2 separate regions of the Mus musculus genome follow, and region 2 is linked to region 1. Evidence: chromatin contacts called from public promoter capture Hi-C data. All regions are on one chromosome and are shown on one strand. The core of a region is the stretch at or near the end of the contact, and the rest is flanking DNA. Distances in the headings are between cores, read along the strand shown. Region 1 holds the start of H4c12 (H4 clustered histone 12). Region 2 has its middle 9.2 kb from the start of Trim38.

The links. Promoter capture Hi-C pulls out the DNA fragments that hold promoters and counts their contacts.
Region 2: a promoter capture Hi-C map of cranial neural crest shows a contact between it and region 1. The contact joins the enhancer-like site here to the promoter of H4c12 in region 1. A contact is called at or near these places in 7 of 39 promoter capture datasets (the HPC-7 cell line, cranial neural crest, frontonasal cranial neural crest and 4 more), 6 of 484 Hi-C or Micro-C datasets (B cells, CD4 T cells, cortical neurons and 3 more), 10 of 115 datasets of contacts at active chromatin or transcription factors (craniofacial prominence, double positive thymocytes, embryonic forebrain and 6 more) and 2 of 9 other capture datasets (adipose tissue and liver).

The regions. Positions count from the first base shown.
Region 1 is chr13:21,746,070-21,753,333 of GRCm38.p6, reverse strand. H4c12 (H4 clustered histone 12) reads left to right here and starts at 2,781. Exons shown (of 1, transcript NM_178211.2): 1 at 2,781-3,189. The coding sequence starts at 2,829. The coding sequence ends at 3,140.
Region 2 is chr13:23,769,668-23,776,931 of GRCm38.p6, reverse strand. No RefSeq gene overlaps it. Among named protein-coding and RNA genes, the nearest start is that of Trim38, 9.2 kb to the left of the region's middle. Within about 2 kb of position 4,156, at least 81 of the 459 cell types and tissues checked have an H3K27ac peak or open chromatin away from gene starts, as enhancers often do. A contact at or near this core is called in craniofacial prominence and embryonic limb bud, where this site is marked.

The sequences.
Region 1 (7,264 bases), core at 1,532-4,031:
GCTAATGAGTGCAACACTGAGATAATGTGAACCTAACCCTAGTTTTATTAATGCCTTTAGAATTGTTGCATCCAACCTATTTATACAAGCCAGTGTGAAATTTAATTTACTGACCTATAAATACTAGTAGCTATTACTACGTTTTAATGTTTCAGGCCACGAAGTTTGCTTGTATCTTCCTGTAGTGCATTCTAGGAGGAAGAGCAAGTTACAGCTTAGGGACTACTTAGTTCCCTCAGCATTTACAGGATGACGTCTGTCGTTTTTATAAAATTTGGGAATCTGTTCAGCTTTATACCCCCTTTCAACCTTTTCTGTTACATTGCAGAAGATTTTTTTTTTTTGTAAACACCTTATAACTTACATGCAAGATAAAGGTTACCGTGGTTGCACAAACTTTTAAGGAGGCTGAGGTTAAAGAAAATGTTAAAAACAAACAAACAAAAAAACCCTCTGCTGCCAACAGACTTGCCGAAGAAATGCCGAAGATATACAATTCAGTATATTTCTATTTATTCTGAGTCAGTAGAAGAAATTAGCAGAAAAGGAACTCTAGAAAGGAAGGTTGAAGATTGATGTAGTAAATCTATTACTAGAGTTATGTTATCTGAAAACAATTTGGAGTATATATGGACAGCAGTTACCATGAAAAAGTCATTTAGGGGGCTGGAGGAGTGGCCAAGTGGTCAAGGATGATTGCTGATCCTGTAAGAGTTCTCTAGTTTAATTCCTAGCTAACATCAGGTTTAGGGTTGCGGCAGAGAGAAGCTAGAATTGCAGGTCTCAGTCTCCCTGTCATCTCACAGGTCGAGTACCCACTGCCTGTTATATCCTGTGCCAAACTCCACTTACACACACGGACTGAACCAAACACACATCATTCTTGGACATGTGGAGCTTGATGGAAGCCAGGATCCACCAACAATCAAAAACCTTATACATCCTGTTGGACCTCCCAGCCTGCTTGGTGTCCTATAGTCAAATCTTCAAGTTCCACAGTATTCAAATGACAAATTTGAAACAGAGGAATAAGAAACCCTTCCTTTGTCACTTTTTATTGTTAATTGTCTTTTTCTCATGAGACTTCCTCATAGAAAGCAGAGACATGGGAGCACCTCCAGAACACCTGGAGAAAAGTCCCAGCATACGGGTTCAAGCCAAACTCATCATTTTATCTGGGTTCCTAAAATAGCCATTGGCTTTCTTTCAGGATTCACAGGCACTGAAGCCAGTCTTCAGTGTAGTCCTTGTTTTCTCTACTGAGCGGAGATGACAGGCTCTTAACTGTGCCTCTTCACAGCTCTCTGGTACAGCCCTAATACTCTTCATGGTTTATCCTTTCCCACCTTTCTGACTTTGACTTGCGTCATCATCCCTGCATAGTTGAAACACACACACACACACACACACACACACACACACACACACACACACACACACACAGAGACAGATAGAAAAACAAAACCAAAAAATCCACTCACCTCTCACCTGAAAGGGAATAAGAAACAGTGTATACTAGAGGTTTCTCCAAATTTCATGTTCCAACATGGAAGGAGTCTTATGAAGTTATAAAACAAAGTAAAGATAGGTTTAAACATATTGGAGAGATGTGCAGCAATGTGGGAGAAACTTTTCTACAGATCCCAGATACTATCTGATGACTTTCTTGCCTTTTGGATTGGTGGAAACTACTGATCTGCTATGTTGAGGTTACAAATGAGGTTTTTATCTATTAGTCACAAACTGTTAGACATAGAGGACCACATTCAGAGCATAAAGTGTGACCAAGAAGACAACCAGCATTAGAACCTGTGACACTCCAATTTCACTGTTTTCATACCTCTCATATATGTAGTTCCTGTCAATCAACCAGTTTTTGTAAATATAGTTTTTCCATCAATTTTCTTGACAGATCCTAATTTAGTAGATGTGGGGGAAAAGTTTCAGGAGATTAAAAAAAAGTGTTTTTCATTATACTTGTACTGTACAGAGAGTATTAGTACAGAGCATAGTAGTCACAGATGAACCCCTGTCTTCAAATATTTTGTTCAGACTTCACAAACCCACTTGGATATTTTCTTGAAAATATTAGTGAAAGTCAATTAAATAAAAAAAATCTTTGAGAAATGAGGTTGGCAATAAGAGCGATGAAATGTCAATATAGATAAGCTTAAATTTAATATGGTCACAATAGAAATATCAGAAGTGACCGTAAGTATAGTGATGAAAAATTCACTTAACGGTGAAAAATGACTTTAAACTTAAAATGATTCACCAAGCGATGCAGATGAGTAATACCGATTGGTGCTTTTATGAAAAGTTCTCAAGAGAATAATACAGGTATTATGAGGCTTTTTGTAAGTTTGAACTAAAAAAACCCAAAAAACCAAAAACAAAAAACATTTGAAATGTGGTTACAATAGAGAAGGAACACAAGGTAATTCAGAGCACGGTTTGCACGTTGGAAAGTGTGTACTGAGCACCAAAGCGCCTTAGCAGCCGCCTGCAGTGTCCTCTCTGGACGGGGTTACGGGTTGTTAAGGGGCCGCTTGGCTTTCTGTATTTTGTACAGTCAGTGTACTGATTGTGCGCTCGATTCTCCAAACTCTTAAAAGGGCGTGAGGAGCTAGTTCCCTCAGAAAGCTCGGACAGGGAAACAAAAGGCGCCCTTTTTCTTTTTGGTAAGTCTTCCCCTCCCCCACAGCTGCGGGCGCAACTTCCCGCCTCTTCCCTGCAGGTTCTCATTTCGGTCCGCCCGCCGCAGTATAAAAAGGCGGCGCTCAGGCTCCCTGTCAGCATCTCTGTTCTGAGCTGTCCTGAGTGCAGTCATGTCTGGCAGAGGTAAGGGCGGGAAAGGGCTCGGTAAAGGTGGCGCCAAGCGCCACCGCAAAGTGCTGCGCGATAACATCCAGGGCATCACCAAGCCCGCCATCCGCCGCCTGGCCCGGCGCGGGGGAGTGAAGCGCATCTCCGGCCTCATCTACGAGGAGACCCGCGGTGTGCTGAAGGTGTTCCTGGAGAACGTGATCCGCGACGCCGTCACCTACACGGAGCACGCCAAGCGCAAGACCGTCACCGCCATGGACGTGGTCTACGCGCTCAAGCGCCAGGGCCGCACCCTCTACGGATTCGGAGGCTAAGTCTTTGTCTTTTATTTCTGCTACAAAAGGCCCTTTTCAGGGCCACCCACTTAATTCTTTGAAGCGCTGTACTCATGTCAGAAGGGTTAGAAAGTCCTCATGACCAAGAATACAAGTAATGTCTCTGACATGGGTGACCTACTTTGTAATGGTCAGCTTTCACATTTTTGTGTAAAGTGAACTAATTGGTGTATCAGAGAGTTTTAACACGTCAATTAGTAAATGCCATTTTCCTGGCTTTGTGCTTAAGACATGATCTTTTCTGTGATCTCACTTATCGGTATAATTGACAGTATTACATCACACACACACACACACACACACACACCAGCTGGTTCTCTAGCTCTCTAGTACAGATATGCCATAGAGGGGGGGGGGGGGCTTTTGAGTTTTAGGAGTAGTGCTGGAGATTGAATTCATTCTGTAGATACAACATTACCAGCATCCCATAACCTTCTGTTTGCCATTGCTGGCCTCAAACCTGTGATCTTTCTGCCTCTGCCTCAGAAGTAGCCAGTATTGCTCCCAGATCATGCTTCAGAGCTGATTGTTTTTCCCTCCCAGCAACTCTGATTTCAGAGTCGCTGAGTGGTTTTGCCCAAACTATGACTTATTAGAACTTCCTGTGGGTTGCTGGTCTTTCAGGCAACATTGAAACCCCAATGTTTGACAATGTCTTTTCATTGTCCGCATTTGGTGAGTTCTAACACATCATTTGCCTGTAGAACTTTTAAGTCACAAACTATTTCTTTCCACACTCCTTTGGAGATCCCATCCACTGGGTCATTAAATAGTATCTGTTCCTTAATGACTTCTAATTTTATATTTGTAGCTTAAGTTTTCTTATTTAGCTTCTGAATGTTTAGTAGCCTAAGGCTAATAAATACAACACAGTGTCCTAACAGGACACTGCAACCAGTATCCTTTCTCTTTTACATGAAAATGAAAGCACAATTAAGCACCAACAAAACAGCTCAACCACTGAGGGATATCTTATTCTCCATAACAATATATAACCACCCAAATGCACCACAAAGCAAGCACTTCAATGGTGTACAGCAACTTGGATAAAATTTATATGCAAATATAGTTTATTAAATTTATTATGGCTGGAGTAGTGGCTCAAAGGTTAAGAGCAATTGATATTCTTTAGGATAAGAGTTCACTTCCTGGTACCCACTATGAGCAACTCATAACTCACTAACTCCAACTAAAGAATATCTGATTCCCTCATCTGACTTCTACATCATCGATGTCCACATCACTCTTTTTCTTAAATAAATAATACAAAATTTGAATCAATTTAAATGCAAATCCTACTGCAAAGAAAAAGAAGTGGAGCAAGATTTTATTTATTAATTTTTTGTTTTGTTTTTTGTTTTTGTTTTCTTTATCTTTTTGAGATACCCCCAGCTGGCCTTGAATTCCTGACTTAGTTTTCTGATTTAATCTTTGGAGTGCCAGAATTACAACATATAACATCTCTGGCTTATTTTTCTTACTGCTGCATCAGGCTTCTTCATTGGTTATGAAGACAAGTGTCCCAGTTTGGACAAAGTGGAAAGTAGCTGGACCAATGACTCCAGTAAGCAGAAAAATTGGCCTGGACTGTCGTGGCTCAACCTAAACTCCTTGAATACTCTGACGTTTTATTGGTAGTTTTGCAACTAAATGCGCCTAGTTCTAGAATGAATAGCACCATTAAATGGCTGGACTTAGGCATTTCATATACGAAATATATTTAGGATATCATGAATTTTAGCATTCAGGTATTTTATGTTTAAATAGTACATCACATATACCATCAGTCTCTTGGATCTTTATCCCTTTATGTGCATTAACACAACAGCACAGTTTGCTCCATATCTATATCAAACACACTTTAGGATCTTGTTTTACCTATCATGTCTGTAATTTCAAATATACCAGAAAGTTACATTTATAATGCAAGGATAACAAGACCATGAATTTCTCTAAGTATGGTTCACCTCTGGAAAAGATGCTTAATGATATGGTATAAAAAATCTAATGTTTACTTCTGCTGTATTTCAATGATAAAGTTATCAAAAGTTAAAGTTAAAGAACATAAAAGAACATACTTTTTTTAAAATATAAAAAAATAAAAAATTTTAAAATAACTTTATACTTGTGAAATGGAACTTAATAGAATATTTTGTAGAAAATCTGCTCACTCTTTTGTGTTGTTTTATGAACAGGGATGAAAATATGAATCCCATTTTCTACAAAGCTATTATACTTAAGTATTTGTGCTAATATTGTTAGATGTGTAATCGAATATTTTTGTAAAGTTTCAGAAGATAGTTTGCAAAAGCAACAGAGTGTGCCAGATAACAACACATCTGTGGATAGAAGAGCACAGTGGATTTGGCACATTCAGTCCAAAATAATTGTTGCTGTGTTATCTTGAATGAAAAACTGGGCTTTGGTTACGGCATAGAAAATCTAAAACCAGTCCAGGGGCTGTGTGGCAAGTGTCTTTCTTAGGCATTGCCTCCCTCAGGATGAACTCGAGTGTTTCGAGTATCAGACCCTCAGCCTGTTTGTTTCAGTCCCAGGTCTCTGGCATTGCAGATCTTTGTTGTGCATGACCTTCAGAGACAGACAGCTCATTGGAACTCTTCCAAAACCTGGGCCTACCCTCAGCATCTGTACCTCTCCTACCCTGTAACCTACCTACTGTCTGAAGTCTTTGGCCGCATCGTCATGCTGCTGCATTCAAGTTCTGATGCCTCTGGAAAAACTGGTTGTCAGTCTGAACTTTGTGTCATGGTTCTTTGACAAGTGTATGGAAAGGAAGAACTGTTTGTTTTTGACAAAATAGAATATGCCTTGCAAGAAATTACATCAATATGAGGAAGGGTAATGTTGTGTACTAGATATTACAGGATCAAAATTATGGATAGTGTTAAAATCAAAGAGGCTTCTAGTACATCCCCAGACGAGTTGGCTATGACTGCAGTCAAATAATCATAACATACATAAGGACAAAACCAGTCTGTTGGCATTTTTGTGTTTCACTTTTGTAATAAGGAATATAAAATGTTTTATCTTAAAACATATTTTGAAATAGTTGGTAAACCTTCATATTGATGAAATTCTATTTGTTAACAAGGGGTGTACAGTTTTCTCAATTTTCTATAAACAATGTATAATAGTAGTTTTCACAATTGTATATGACTATTCCCAAATTGTTTTCTATAAACTAAGGAAACAATATGTGGCCTGTGCTTAACTTGGTAAACTTCAAAAAGATCCATTATAACCAACACTTTAATGCTTTCTTTCTCAAAATGTATCCTTTAACTGGAAAAATATTAACAATAAAGAGTTTAGTCATGTATCCCTAAGTAACAGTGGGGGCCAGCCCTGGAGGATCTTCTTTCTTGTGTTTCTTCTTGAGGCAGTGGAGGGGGAAGAGTGTTGGCAGGGGTTGAATTTACTTTTACAAGATATTGGGTTAAGAACTGGTCTTATGAGATACTTAGGGTTGCTGTATAATAATAACAATATTTACTTATCTAAGTCTAAGTCACTTTGCTACTGTACCAGACCTGCCCGAGTCCCTTTGAGACCAGCAACTTCAGTCTCTGGGATGTAGCACCTTACTTTAAAACAGCAATGTATTAAGAAAAGGATTACTTGCTAGAGCCTGTTCCCTTTTGAACAGATGCCTCTTGCTTGTCAGGCTAGAGGGACGTTTGGAGGAATAATCTTCTGAACCAGGAGAAGAGAATCAGGCTCACAGAAGGAAAAACTTTTACATGAGCAAATATGTATAAACTCACATAAATTCATATACAGATTAACACATGCATATTTATATATTGCCATTTAAACCAGTTAGGCCCAGCTTGTACACATTCTCATACTTATATACTTATACACACACACACACACACACACACACACACACACACACACCACACACACACACAAACAGACACACACACACACACACACACACCACACCACACACACACACCACACACCACACCACACACACACACACATACACACACACACACACACACACACACACACACACACACACACACACGCATCCATACTTATATCCATTTGGAGCAAAAGACCAAGTGCCAGTG
Region 2 (7,264 bases), core at 2,907-5,406, 2.0 Mb before region 1:
AGGAATGGAGAAGGGTCAGTAGGAGCTCTTTAACAAAAGTCCCACTTGGGACTGAGTGTGTGATCTCTGAGGAAGGGTCAGCCCCATATAGCCTTGATAAATTTGCCCTTGCCTGCTTGAAGACTCCCTTCTCCTTCTAACTGTTTAAAACTGTAACCCTCTGTTATTCTCAATCCTTCTCATTTCCCTCCCCCACCTTTTTTTTTTTTAAATCTGTGGCACTTTTTATTGACATTTTATTATGCCAGATCCACATGGGTATGATTCTTTTTATCAATAATAGCCACCCATGAATCACAAATGTCTATAACAGTTTCTAGCATATGTTAAGTGAAAGTAACTTTCAGACTAGCACTAACCACATACCTGAAAAGATGTGTGTGTGCCCTTCCCTCAGCCTTGAACTGGCTAAACAGACCTTAATTGTTTTCCTAGCCCACATAGGGTAAAGTCTTCTGCCTCGCTGTTTCCTGCAGGAGCAGACCGCCAGCTGAGCTTCCTTTGCAACACTGTCCAGCTGAAACAAAGCAACTTAATCCAGCAGAAACAAAGGATGGGTCTGTGGGTTTTTTCCTATATAAACGCAGATCTGAAAATTAAACTTTGAGCCTTGATCAGAAACCTTTGGTGGACCTGATGCTTGTGTGCTGTGGTGTGGCTAGTGTGCTCTGTGAGGTGATGTATGCTGGGTACAGCACGTTATGGGTGATGTATTAGCTGCTACTCTCATTGCCTTGACAAAATACCAGACAGAAACCACTTCAGGAGAGGACTTATTTCAGCTCATAGTTTAAGGCAGGTGTAGTCAGTCCACACTTGAGGGGAAAGTACTGTTGTGTATAGCAGGAAAAAGCTCATTTTTCTCATTTCGTTCAGTCTTGAGACTCCAGCCCAAGGAACAGTGCCACCCAAACTCAGGATGAGTCTTCCTTCCTCAGTTAAACTCCGGAGAAACACTCTCTTAGTAGTTTCCATAGTGATTCTAAAGCCAGTCAGGTTGACAATAAAGATTAATAAAGATAATAACGTGTAGATCACAGCTCAATAGGGCAAAGAGTAGCAGAAAATGCTAGAATCAATGTTGTCTCCTGGCTGCCGCACATGTGTCATGGGCACATGTGCCCATACATGTAATAATAATATATAGTTAATAATAACGTAATAATAACATTGCATATTAATAATAACACATTAAAATCAATAACTTTTAAAAATTGAAATGATATATAAGAAATATCTATTGGACAAAGTAAACCAGTAATGAAAGAAAACAAGAATAAATAACTATATATAAATAATCAACACATCAATATATACTTACCAATATAGCAATTTATCTACATGTATAAATGAATAGCAAACTGGAAGATGCAAATCTCACTTTATCAGCAACTATACTAAATGCTAATGTATTTTAAAGGTTATATGACTGAATACCTAAGATAATGTGATTTTATACTGCCCAGCAGTGACATGGATCAGGCTAGGGAAGAGAAATAGGATGAATTAGTGGATGGGAAAGGCATAGCACAAACAGCACCCCAAAAAGAGCTGAAATAGCTGTCAAAACCAGTCAAAATAAACCACAAGACAAGCATGGTCACAAGAGATTATGCATATCATTTATCATTGTGTAATAAGAAGAACATTAATTCATTAAGAAAGCATACCATTATATCCATACACATATATATGTCCCTAACAGCAGAGCCAAACATTCATGAACAAAAGTGAAAGGACCGATGTTAATAATGGGAAGTTAGACAGTAGAAGTGAGAGACTTCAATCCTCTACTTTCAATAATGGATTCAATAAGTAGATGGAAGATCAGTAATGAAATCTAAGGCACCACAGGACTCTAAGAACCAGAAGCCCTATCTATGGAACAATCCATCCCTTTTTCATCAAGGGTACCCAAACCACTCCTCAGAATAGACCATTTGGATGACCAGTGAGCAAATATCCATCGGTATAAAAATATTAATGTTATTCATTGTATATTCCCTGGCCACGGTAGAGTGGAAAATTAATAACAAGAGAGAAGAATTGAAAGTCTACAGACAGACATGGTAATTAAATTATATATTCCTGAATAGTAAATAGCCTAAATAGTAAAATCACTAAGAAAAATTAGAAAATATTTTATGATGAAAACAATATATAAAAATCTACAAGGTGCAAAGATACCAGTAATAAGAAAACGTTTACCAGTAAATAACTACAGGAACAAAGAAAAGACTCTCAGGTATGTCTAAGATGCCAACAAATAAAAAAGGAAAGATAAAAAGGAAAACTAAAATCCAAAAACAAGAAAGGAGAAAAAATGCATAAATGCATCTAAGAACAACAACTGTATTTTACACACAACAATTACACGGGTCACATCTCTCACAGGCACAAAGCAAACATGAAAGGTCTTTAATAGCTGGCCATGATGAGACACACCTTTACTCCCTCTTAGAGGCAGAGGCAGGCAGATCTCTGTTGGTTCCAGGCCAGCCTGGTCTACATAGTGAGTTCCAGGACAGCCACAGCTACATAGGGAGCCCCGTCTAGGAAAACAAAAAAGATCTTTAAGCACTAGTAATGTTAACAGTAGAAACCCACTGTAAACAAGGTTAGTATTTATGTTCTTAAATCAAGTTAAGGTGTCCATTCCAGATGATTTGACTCTCTAATTGATAGTTCTTAGCTAGTTTCTGAGTGTCCCTGCTGTTTAAGAGGCACTCCTGCCACCTGCATTAGTGCACTGTACATTCTGAGCCTATTAAAGATAAAACGTGAAAGAGAAACACTACCATTAACCCTTTCTGTGGAAGAGCTAGATCTCTGACTATGATTTCTGACTATGAACAGACGGGTGAAAATGGATTAGAGAACCCTTCTCTCTGTCCCCTGTTTCCTCAAGTGGTGTGCTGGAGCTGTGACCCTGGGCTCCTAGGAAGTTCAGGAACGAAGTGCTAGGGATTTTAATGAAATTACCGAACTTTATCATCAAATTATTAAGTTATTGAAAAGCATCTATCCTCTCCCGCTCTCTTACGCACCCCTCCCCACACCAACTAAGTAGTTGAGGATGACCTTAAACATTGATCCTTCTGCGTCCACCCCCCAAATGCTGGGATTACAGCTGCATGCCCACCACCATGCCCAGCTAAAAATAAAGCCACTCCCAAACGATCAGGAAAAGATTTGAGCCCCTGCCTTCTCATAATAAATCCATCTCACTGTCTCTCTTCTGATTTTGTTCCAAGGCTTTGTGGTCAACCTCCTATAGAGGGCAGTACCAGATGGGAGGCAGAGACCTCACAGGCCCTGGCCTGTGAGGCACCCTGAATCAATGTCTTCCCCATCAGCTGGATCAGCAGTAGGGAACCAAGTCCGATTATCCAGAGAACCTTCAACTCCAGAGCTGTCCAATGAGCTGCAAGGGAATTTAACACACACACACACACACACACACACACACACACACACACACACACACACAGCTCTCTCTCTCTCACACACACAGCTGTGTGTGTGTGTTTAGACTTGTCAACTCAATATTTAAAACAATAGGTTCTGTAAGGAAAGAATCATGAGTTTATTTCTTGTGAAAATGTTTGGAGCCAGAAATCATGCTAACCTAAAGAAAAATAAAACAAACCCAGAAACAAATAGTGTATGTTTTCTCATATATGAAAACTAGATTTAAGTTTGTTTGTGTTGGGGTGGGGGTGGGGCGGTTGATTAAACTAGAAACGGGACTGGAAAGGGAAGGAGAGGTTGTAAGAATAGATATGGGAGAATGAGAGGGCACCGAGAGCTGACCGGAAGGCAGAGGAGTCTTCTTTGGGCGCAGAAGAACCAGTGAGCAGCAACCAGGAAAGATGTATAATATCCACAAGTGTAAAGAAACCCATTGCTCTGTTAACTTAAATACTGTGTAAATAACTAAAAAAGAAGTTTGCCATATTTTGTCCTGAAAAAGAAAAAGGAAAATCGTCATGTGAGATTTCACGGTATTATTTCGGCTATTAATGAGATGTGCTCTGAACTGCAGGCGGAGACGCCTCCTGGGAGAACCGCCTGGGGTGGTAAGCTTAACTCCTCAGGACCCCGCGCTGCCACAAGGCTTGATTTCCGACGCTTCTGATTGGTCTGCTCAGACCCAGCGTCCAATCATCTGGTAGGTCACTGTGAGCCAAGCGCCTGAGGCTGGGCGGATAGGCTGTGGTTCTCTACACTGCAAGGTCGGGGTTGGAATGGATGTCTGGGAGTGAAGATGGCAATAGAATGAGACAAGACCTGTGAGCTCCCAAGATTGAGGAAAGTGGAGGATGGGCAGAGCCTAAATGTGATCCGCTCTTTCTGGCGTGGTAGACCTAACTGACCTTCCTTGTGCAAGACTTGAGTGGAATTCCTATTTTACCTCCCAAATAATGTAATGAACGCTTACACTTTTAGATATGTCTGTGTAGTAGACTTGGTTTCTTTAAAAACTTGTTATGATATGTAAACATGCTTTTATTTTTCTTGATTTTTCGAGACAAGGTTTCTCTGTATAGCCCTGGCTGTCCTGGAACTCACTCTGTAGACCAGGCTGGCCTCAGAAATCCGCCTGCCTCTGCCTCCCAAGTGCTGGGATTAAAGGCGAGCGTCACCACTGCACAGCCAGGCTTTTGTTTTAATTCCAGGTGTGCGACATGGGGCTGTCCAGATTATCCACAGCTGCAGACTTTTGACTTGTGCGTTTTCTGGCAGGGGTTTGATTCTGCCCGATGCAGATAGTTTAATTCTGGGGACTGTGAAGAGGGTATAAATGCCAGAGGCCAGCGAGTGCTCTGGAGAATAGAAGGGGTGCTTGCTCTGAAGAAGACAGCGTCATTCCGCCTGATGGTTCCTGCTCCTGCCCCTGCTCTTGCTAATGGTCGAGAGAAAAGAAACTAGAAGTTGGAGATGACCTGACTAGACAAAGATTGGACTTGACCCCCCCCCCCCCCAATTCAGCAGGAAGTAGTTTAAAGAGACCTATGGCTTCTTTCCCTCTAACCTTCTTTTTTTCCTACCTGGTGCTGCTGGAAGGAATAAGAATCTGAAGAGAGGTATAGAAAAACGCAAATAAAATAGCTAAACCAAATATGCCAACGTGAAGCGATATAAAAGGAAGAAGTCGCCCTTATGCCCAAGGCTGAGTCTCTTTGTGCCTGTTTGTATTAAGATGTTTAAAACTTGGGCTGGGAAGTGCAGGCCTTCTTGTTGCTATGGAGACTGGGGGCAGCAGGCTCATAATAAGTTCACAGACTACTCAAGCAATTTAGGGGAGCCTGTCTCAAAATGAAATACAGACACGAATACAATTTTACTGCTGCTGTCTTTGGAGTGAACAAAAGAAAAATAAATAAAACTGGGACTGTAGCTCAGCAGTGAGCTCCAAGTTCAATGTCCAATTCTGTAAAGAAAGTACCATATATTAAAGTTTTCTAAGTGTCAGAGTTCATACTACATTTTGTTGTTGTTGTTGTTTGAGACAGGGTTTCTCTGTATAGCCCTTGCTGTCCTAGAACTCACTCTCTAGACCAGGCTGGCCTCGAACTCGAACTCAGAAATCCGCCTGCCTCTGCCTCCCAGGTGCTGGGATTAAAGGTGTGCACCACCACCGCTTCATACTACATTTTCAAATGACTTTTTAAGGAAAGGCAAATTAGTATCTATCAAATGCTCTCTCCTGCCAACCTTCCTGTTTTTAACTTTGATCCCATGCCTTTCCATGGCATTGGTTGCATTTCAGCTATGTAGGTCCCATACATTTGAGTCCAAAGGCTAACGCAATACCATGTTCTTTTGTTCCACCACTGGGCTGGACACTTCTGTGTGTATAACTGCAGTATGGAGTTGGGAGTTTCTCAGTCTCTGTCACTGTGTTATTATGCTGTTTCACATTCCTCTGACCCAGAACGTTCTTTAGACAGGCAGGGTAGCTGCATAGGAGACTGAAGTGATCTTGAGAAGGAAAGGGCCCCCTTGTGATTTTTCAGACTCTCTGGTTGACATCCAGGAATTTCAACGTAATTTACTTGACCACCTGCAGAAAACTGTACTGCTTCTCTGAGAGAACAGCTTAGAAGAGATTGTTAAAGAGTAGCCGATGCTTTTCCTTGCCTAAGCCCTCCCTTTCAACCTGCAAGCTGCACAATATACCTACGCAGTCTCCTCTTCCAGGACAGAGGTCTTTGGATAAACTCAAGCATACCAGCGCGTACAACCTTCCTACCATCTAAACTTAGTCCTGGATGAGGTAGCTTCAAGCCCCTCCCCCATCACACTGATTGACATTGCTAGGGTACTTGGCGAGCTTCCTCAGCCAATGCTGTCACCTCAGTCTCTTCAAGCCTGCCTTGTCTTTTTGTTTAAAAAATAAACTCAATTTTTTTTTCCTCACCCTGCTGTACAGAGATCCTTTCTTGGGAATGCCAAGGGTCTGGGTGCCACTGAGTGCTGGAAGAAGAGTCCCCAGGCTGTACTGCCCAGGGCCACACTGACTTGCCTTCCTTACGTCTGCTAACCAGGTCCTTCACTGCTGCCGCGTTTCTCTTAGTCTTGTAACCAGACTGGGTGTCTCTAAGCTATGCAGCCAACCCTTTCCACCCTTTCAGTGATGACCTTAATTCAAACAAGTCCTGGGGACTGCCAGGTGTTCCTGTATCTGCCCCTAGAGTATTCTGAAGTTATGTCTTCCCACTCCCAGACAATCCATGACCCTTTCGAACACGTTACTTCATACTACCCTAGTAGGAATAAAGTGACATCTGTGTTAACAGTGTAAATCTTTAACAGAAACCCCTCATTTTACCACTGTCTTAGTCAGGGTTTCTATTCCTGCACAAACATCATGACCAAGAAACAAGTTGGGGAGGAAAGGGTTTATTCAGCTTACACTTCCATATTGCTGTTCATCACCAAGGAAGTCAGGACTGGAACTCACGCAGGTCAGAAAGCAGGAGCTGATGCAGAGGACATGGAGAGATGTTCTTTACTGGCTTGCTTCTCCTGGTTTGCTCAGCCTGCTCTCTTATAGAACCCAAGACTATCAGTCAAGAGGTGGCACCACCCACAAGGGGCCTTTCCCCCTTGATCACTAATTGAGAAAATGCCTTACAGTTGGATCTCATGGAGGCATTTCCTCAACTGAAGCTCCTTTCTCTGTGATAACTCCAGCTGTGTCAAGTTGACACAAAACTAGCCAGTACAACCACAGTCAAAATGATTGCAATTTGCCTCG